Regions from separate parts of the Gossypium hirsutum genome. Here all the other regions are linked to region 1. Evidence: chromatin contacts called from public Hi-C data. All regions are on one chromosome and are shown on one strand. The core of a region is the stretch at or near the end of the contact, and the rest is flanking DNA. Distances in the headings are between cores, read along the strand shown.

Region 1 (2,700 bases), core at 39-2,538:
GACATGTGGAGAAAAATGATAAAAAATATAATCAATAAATTTTTTAGAAAAATTATAAAATGCTTCTTTTGGTACGATATTTTTATAATTTTTTTTATGAAATTTATATTTCTTTTACATTTTGTATAATTTTCTTACAACTTATAAAATTTTATAATTTTTTTATATTTCTGTATATTTTATACTTTTTTTACTATTTTTATAAAATTTTACAATTTTTTGTATATATTTTTTTATGATTTTTATATTTGATTTTTTATTAAAATTTAATATTATTTATAGATTTTATTGATTTTAAATTTTATAAGTTTTTCTTCTAATTTTTAATAAAAGCAGGGGTTTAATTATTTTTTTTTTGAAAATATTTGATAGTCTTTTTGATATATTTTGAAAGTTGAAGTACCCAAGTGAGTGCAAAAAAAAGTAGGAGCTTAATTGCTTTTTTTGAAAAGCATTAAGTGCTTTTTTTGGTGCATTTTGAGAGTTCAAATACCCAAATAAGTGAAAAAAAAAGAGCAGAGAATTAATTATTTTTTTTGAAAAAATTTGAAGACTTTTTGCACCATTAAACTATTATTAAAAAATTTAAACATTAGCTAACATAATAAAAAGATTATACAGAAGCATGAAAATACAATGTAATTATTGAAAAAAGGATAATTAGAAAATGAAAAATATAAAAAGTCAAAGGTCAGTTTAGTGAAGTTGAAATTCCAGAGGTATGTAATCTTGGATGAATGGTGGCTGTTACTAAAATTTCAAAGATTTTATATTATTCACAATTTCCTCATTCATTGCAGATATTTGCTAAATAAATGCTGACTTCCCAAATTCAATTATGGATTCCAAAATTAGTTATTTTATTTTAATGAAAATCCATAAAAAATTATAAATCCCCAAAATAAGAGAGAAATGAGTGATTTACATTCCCAAAATTGTAGACAAGAAAATAAATAAATTGATGAGAATTACTGTTATTATTCTGGCTTTCCAAATCACTCAACTCACACACATTTCTGTTTTTCTTTTCCTTCTCCGATGTCAATAATGGATTTATGAAATCAATTTGGACCTATTAAATCGAAAAGATTTAACACAATAGAGGGACTGAAATTAGAATAAAACCAAAAATCTAAATGAAAAGGCTGGCCCCCTCTTTAGAAATCTCTGACTCAATAGGCCGATAGTTTAGTCACAAAATCTGCATGTGAACGTCGATGCTTAGCGCGTCCCATACGTGGCATTAGCCTCTCTTTAATGCTGCCTTTTTCTAGGATTTTTCATTTGAGAAAAATATGGCACAAAATAATAGTATCCTATGCCCTCTCTCTCCCTTCCTTTTCAAGCTTTTTCAGTTACCTCAATACAATCCAAATCCACCCCATTCTTTAATATTATATCAGTATTCTGACCTCACCCTTCTCTCCATCTCCTATAAATATACACCAACACCCTTTACCTCTTTTTTGTTTACGTTTGTCGTTATCGAGGGTTTCTTTGATCCAAACTAGAATCCCTCCCCCCCCAACCCATTTTTTGAGCTGATTTATGGTAAAACAAAGACTTCAGGCTAAAAATTGTGGGTCTTTTTGTTTGGTTTTTGTTTTCGTTCTTGTTTGGTGGTTGAAGAAGGATAAATAATGGCTATACAAGCGCAGTTGTATTCTGATAATATTGGGTTCCCAATGTGCGGTTCTTTGGATTTGATCGATAATGGTTGTGGACTTGTTGGTGCTGCTGCTGGTGTCAATCAACAGATATCATCACAGCTTCAACAACTGCAACAGTTTCAACACCTTCAAAACCAGCACCAAAGGGACCAAACCTTTTCCTTTGGTAGCACTAACAACAATCGTGAATCAATCATGTTTGAGAAGCAAAGATACGAGATTGATCAGTTTATCAAATCACAGGTTAGTACAAAATCACAAAAAAAAAATCCAAGTTTTTCATTTCTTTCCAATTGGATCTTTAATTTTTTTTTTTGATTTTGTGCAGAATGAGAGGCTGAGATTGTTACTGCAAGAGCAAAGGAAACAACAATATGAAGTATTAGTGAAGAAGATAGAATCAAAGGCCTCTTTTTTGCTTAGACAAAAAGATGAAGAGATTGTTAAAGCGAGGAACAAAACAATGGAACTTCAGAATATGTTGAAGAAATTGGAGATGGAGAATCAAGCATGGCAAAGGGTGGCGCAAGAGAATGAAGCTATGGTTGTGTCTTTAAACAACAGGCTTGAACAAGTACGGGAGGAACAAGCTTCTTGTCGTTTTAACAATGGTGTCGATGACGCAGAGTCTTGCTGTGAATGCGAAGACAACAACGAAGGGATTATGGAAACAAAGGGAAACGGAGGTTTCGCGGCGGTTGATAGCAGCAGTCAAAGACAAGAAGAACAACAAGAAAAAACCACAATGGTTTGCAAATGTTGTTATTGTCGAAATTCGTCAGTGTTGTTCCTTCCTTGCCGACACCTTTGTTCGTGTAAGGATTGTGCAACTTTTCTTGATTCTTGTCCCGTTTGTAGAACACCAAAGAAAGCTTGCATTGAAGCCTTGATTTCTTAGGTCACGGTAAAAAAAATTTGCAGGAAAGCATGATGATGGCGGTGGATGAACATAAGTAAATCCATATGGAGTTTAGACATTATTAGGTCTCTTTTCTTTTCCCCTTTTTCTCCAGTTTTTTTTTTTTGCCTA
Region 2 (2,700 bases), core at 52-2,551, 130 kb after region 1:
TGATTGAGATGAACAACCTGGAATCTCGGATACCAATTTGTAAAAAATAGAACGTCGATAATGACAATTTATCGCAAAGAAAAAGAGAGATAAAAATAAAGAACACACATATTTTACGTGGAAACCCTTTCAGGGAAAAAACCACGGGCAGAGGAGAAGATAATTCACTATGTCGAATTCAAATAATTACAAGAGGAGTAGACTATGTCTATTTATAGGCTTGTAAAACCATATTCTAATAGGAGTGTAGTAAGATTGAAACACCTTATTCTAATCAATATCGAATAGATGGAGTTTAATAAGGTTTAAAAAACCTTATTCTAAAATAAAATAAAAGAAGTATAGTTCTATAGGGATTTTACTTTTATTTTATTTTACCACTGTATTTTATTTAAATAAGAATTTGGGTCTTTTAATTCTAACAGTTGTTATATCAAAATATTACAAAATCAAAGTTAATGATTTGGAATCGAACATAAAAGAATTCTTAAATGTTGTTAAATCAAAATGTTACAAAATCAAAGTTAACGATGTGGAATTGAAAATAAAAGAAAGAAAAAGGTGAAAAAAGATAAGGGAAAAAAAAGAGAGGCATCAAGGCAAAAGATAGACAATGAAAGTGGGTGGTGAGTAGCGATCAGCTCGAAAGCAAGCCTTACTACCACAACTATTGGAATTAGATCCTATTAGTCGATCGGATCGATTGAATCAATTGGTAGAACTAATTGAATCGACGGTCAAATAGTTTTTTCTCTATTTTTATTTTTTAAAATAATTTATTTAATTAAATTGTATGAACCGTTCGACTCGAGAATTAATGATCTAACGTATTTAATCATCAATCCAATTTTGAAAATCTTGATCATAGCCAAATTTTGTTAATGTTTCAGCTTTAATTTTATAGAAAAATATAGAAGATTCTTTTAACAATTGTAATCATTAAGAAAATTTTAAAGAGATAAAATTAGTTTAAGAGATAAAAGTATTAAATTGAGTAAAAATTTAAATGTATAAATGAACATTTATTTCAACCAAAATAAAAATAAAAATAAATTTTTATATCAAATTTCCAGAAAAGAAAATCTAAAATTAATAAAAATAACACCAAAATATATTGAAATCCAATCAAGTTTCTTACTTTCATTCTAGTATCTTTTGTCATCTCAAATTTTGTCCACTAAATTAAAGGATATTTCCGTAATTTGAGAAAAAGGATAAAGGCTTCTCTTACGTGTCATCTATGAACAAAAGACATGTCATCAGTTAACTTATACCACAAAACCCAAGCATCATCCCAAACTCACCACAGCCCTCAACCCTCTCCACCCCTCTATCCAAATGGGTCAAAATCACATGTTCTACGGAACAGACACTGCTATCCTGTTCCTCATCATTCTCAACCAACATCAACCATATACAATGATTTTATCAAAATTTTCAATTTTAATATTCGATAATCATAAGGTCAAAACTTTACTAAAAAGCACATCGAACTGCTTACAACTCGAGTCTTTGGTAGCGATATTACAGGCCACTGTAAAGCAGTGTTCTTTACCACACCAAAGCATTGCTATAAAAAGCAAGAAACAGAGTAACTGAAATTTAAAAAGCTCAGTTTTCTGCTCTGTTTTTCAGTGACAAGTTTCAATGGCAAAACCAGTTTCCATTGAAGTGTGGAACCCAAATGGGAAATACAGAGTTATTAGCACCAAACCTATGCCTGGAACTCGATGGATCAACCTCTTAATCGAGCAAGATTGCCGTGTCGAAGTAAATTATATGTTTTTTTCACTTCTCTAAATCCTCTGTTTTCGTTCTCCTCTTCTTCTGTTAAATCCCAGTTTTTAAAGAAGTTTTTTTTTTCATCATCCTGTTCAGATATGTACTGAGAAGAAAACGATTTTGTCCGTTGAGGATATCATTTCTTTGATTGGCAATAAGTGCGATGGGGTGATTGGACAGGTGATTTTCTTCTTGCGATTATTTGTTTCAGTTAGAAAATAAAAATATGAGTTCTTTTTTGTTTCCATTTTTTTTTGTGAGTTTTTTATGTTATGAATTTGTGTTACAGTTGACTGAAGACTGGGGGGAGACTTTATTTGCAGCTTTAAGCAGAGCAGGAGGCAAAGCATTTAGTAACATGGCTGTTGGTTACAACAATGTTGATGTTAATGCTGCCAACAAGTATGGTGTTGCTGTTGGTAACACTCCTGTAAGTTTCACTTTCCCACTTAGTTGCAAATAGTTTTACGGATTTAAATAGCGGTCCGTTACCGAAATAGCGGCCGTTATATAGCGGTAGCGGCACCGTCCGAAACCGCTACTGCCGAAACCCGCTATACCCGCAATACACAATAAGTAATGTAAAATTCACGACCGCGATACCTGCAATGACCGCAATAGCATCCGTTATGTCCGCAACCGCGATAAACGCAATGCAACCGAAAACGCGACCGCGACCGCAATTTAAATCCCTAGTTTTACCCTTTCACCTTTGAAGCTTTTTAATAGGATAGTTTAATCATATTTGGGTATGTTTCCATAACATGGATAAGTGCCAAGCTCCATGTGTTCGATTATATGTCTTCTACAATGCATTGTAATGATAAAACAATAAATAAACTTGCAAAGATTTGAGTAGTGATAAAATGCTTACGATGTTGATTCAGTAATTTTGGGGTAGAAGCAGTTGAGCTAATG
Region 3 (2,700 bases), core at 115-2,614, 160 kb after region 1:
CCACCTTTAATGGAAGCGTAGAAATCCTATTTTAGGGAGATTCAGTTTAAGGGTATATTTAGCCTGACTATTCAAAAGCCTTTTGACAGCAAAGCAGCTTTAGAATGTGCTTTTCAACCAAGAAAATGACTGATCGGTGTTTTCCAAAAGGACCTTACAATGCTAAACTAGCTCCAGATTGAAAGATAAGTAAATTTACCTCTCATGGGACCTACTGGCCCTAATCTGTAACTTCAAATGGTTTTACAGTGTTTCATTGGTTGGATTTACAATATTGTACTTGCATGTATAAAAAGTTATGAAATTAATAGCAGCTAAATCTAATCCTCCCCATGTTTTCAAGTATCTTGGTTTTAATGTAAGTCTTGCAAACATGCTTGATAGAGTTTTCATTTGATGATATGATTTTGCAGTTGTGAGTAATCCTCTCTTGAGTAAAAGCTTTGAAGAGTGCTTAAGAATATCCTCTCTCAAGTAACATTAAACTTGCATGTTTTTCTTCAACATTGTTCAAAACAGGAATAAACATTGATATCTCAATATACCCCATAAATTTAAAAAGCATCAGAACTGGTATTATTAGTTAATATGCCCTCTTAGGACATCATCTATCAATAAACATTAATAACTAAGTAATTAAAGGGTTTTTTGTTTGGTTTATGTCCATCGCATCTCTTCATACTTTATCTTGAGCAACTTTCTCTCTTCTTCCCACTTGTCTCTATCTTCATTATATTTTTCTTTCAAAGTGCTTTTAACTCTATCAAAATTCTCCTCCTTTTGCAGCAACTTTTTCTTGTACTTATCCTTGTATTTCCCTTTGGCTTTCATTGCTTCTTCCTCTTTGAACATCCTGCAAGTCTCACATGCAACTTGCACCTGCATGCTTCCCTCTTCACCTTCTTTTTCATTCTTCTTCGCTGTTGTCCTTATTTCTACTTCCTCCTTTTCTCTCATGCTGTTGTAATTTCCTCCCTCAATGGTACCCTGAAACAATACATTCAGGAATATCAGATCATGCATGCAAATTCAATCCACCATAATGATAATAATAATAAGGCACTTACGCTTTTGTTTAAAGATCTTAACTTCAAGTTGTGTAACAGAGTGGAGAAAAGAGCATAAATATCCTGGAGAAGGAGCTTGACCATGTAAACTACGAAATCATGCAATATCAATGCGACGAGCGTGGCAATAAAGTGCTGTTTATTACCATCTACAGCAAAGTAAAGCAAACACATTAACAAGGTTCGGTCGAGCCAAAACCAAGTCTTCTTTTCTGCATCCATCACTGAGATATCACTCTCCAAAGAACCCTCTATTCAAAGAATAAACACAAAATGGAATATCACAGCGTTTCGAACTGGACAGTGCGTTTGTTATTACATATATATATGTGAATAAAGTTAAAAGGGAATAAAAAGTTAACCCTAAACCTAGCTTGGAACTTACGATATTCCTTACAAGGTGACCTTAATTGAAGAGAAGCCAGAGGCTAACACCTAATGGTGGATTGGACCTTCGTGAAATGTTGGGTTTTCTAATTTCATTACTTTTCTTTCCTCTTTTAGGCCCAAATGTTCTCTCCCTCCATTTCTTTAACAACACCATCAACAAATTTAAAGGTTACAATAAAATTAGGGATTTAGTATTTACAATAAATAAAATTTAAGTGAAATAATTAATACCATTAGTGCTTCTTAACATGCTAATTAAGCTACTCTCACTTAATAGAAAAAATTTGATAAAAAATGATAATAAAAATTTTGAATAAAAAATAAAAAATAAAAAATACATAGACAAAATCCAAGTAGATAAATTAGTAGCAAAATTTGGCCATATTTAAACCTTATCTTTTAAAGCTTTCAATGGCCATTTGAAAAGACTAGTGTTCTAGTGCAACACCAAAATTGAGTTCAAACCCAAGTAACCTCTACTTCCTGCCGTTGTAAAAAAATAATTGAAGCAAATGTGAGTTCATAATATTTATGAAAAACAATGAAATATATAATTAAATATAATAGAGTTTAAAAACTTCAAAAGTGATAATTGAAAATCTAACATGCGATAGACATATGATCATTTTTTTAATTACGTTTGTGAAGCTATTCACAACATGGTTAAAACAAAATCTATACATTTCAATCACCCAAAAGAATGCCGTATATATTCTTATTGTTCAAGATTTGTCAAATCTCTAAAACTAAATTTTTTTAAAAAAAAATCATAAATTCGATTTAAAAATCAACCGAATGTGGAAGATAATAAACTAACAACTCATAATTTTATTATATACAAAAAATAAAAAAAAAAGGTGAATGAAGAAGACAACATGAAAACACAGAGCTTTTGGCTTATATCACCTTTTATTTTTTTATTCTTCTTTCTTTTTTCATCAATAAAACAAAAATGGCAGCTTCCATCAGAAAAATTTATACAATAAAACAGGATATCAGTATTCAGTAGTCATGTTCTGAAAACAATAAATTATAAACTCATTGCCAAAACAGAGTATTTGGGTCAGATTTTCACAAGCCTTTTAAAAATTATTATTTATTTTATGATTATGATTATATATGTTATATGTTGTATACATACAATTATCAGAGACTTGCTTTTGTAATTTAATATGTAGAGTATGGTGTTTGGTTTGCCATTTGCCAAGACAACTGTTGCCATCATTTTTGTTACTTTTTTTTT

The links. Hi-C and Micro-C count contacts between places; a contact is called where the count stands out from the background.
Region 2: a Hi-C map of leaf shows a contact between it and region 1, with 2.5 times the contacts expected there. The contact joins the promoter of LOC107921219 here to the promoter of LOC107920940 in region 1. A contact is called at or near these places in 2 of 34 Hi-C or Micro-C datasets (both in leaf).
Region 3: a Hi-C map of leaf shows a contact between it and region 1, with 4 times the contacts expected there. The contact joins the promoter of LOC107922576 here to the promoter of LOC107920940 in region 1. A contact is called at or near these places in 8 of 34 Hi-C or Micro-C datasets (anther and leaf).

What each region holds. Positions count from the first base shown.
Region 1 is chrD01:55,534,110-55,536,809 of Gossypium_hirsutum_v2.1, forward strand. LOC107920940 (probable BOI-related E3 ubiquitin-protein ligase 3) reads left to right here and starts at 1,289. Exons shown (of 2, transcript XM_016850773.2): 1 at 1,289-1,913; 2 at 1,999-2,700. The coding sequence starts at 1,641. The coding sequence ends at 2,568.
Region 2 is chrD01:55,664,613-55,667,312 of Gossypium_hirsutum_v2.1, forward strand. It overlaps LOC107921219 (glycerate dehydrogenase), which reads left to right and starts at 1,302. Exons shown (of 13, transcript XM_016851098.2): 1 at 1,302-1,770; 2 at 1,879-1,962; 3 at 2,072-2,212. The coding sequence starts at 1,648.
Region 3 is chrD01:55,690,258-55,692,957 of Gossypium_hirsutum_v2.1, forward strand. It overlaps LOC107922576, which reads right to left and starts at 1,365. Exons shown (of 2, transcript XM_016852666.2): 1 at 1,068-1,365; 2 at 476-987. The coding sequence starts at 1,289. The coding sequence ends at 658.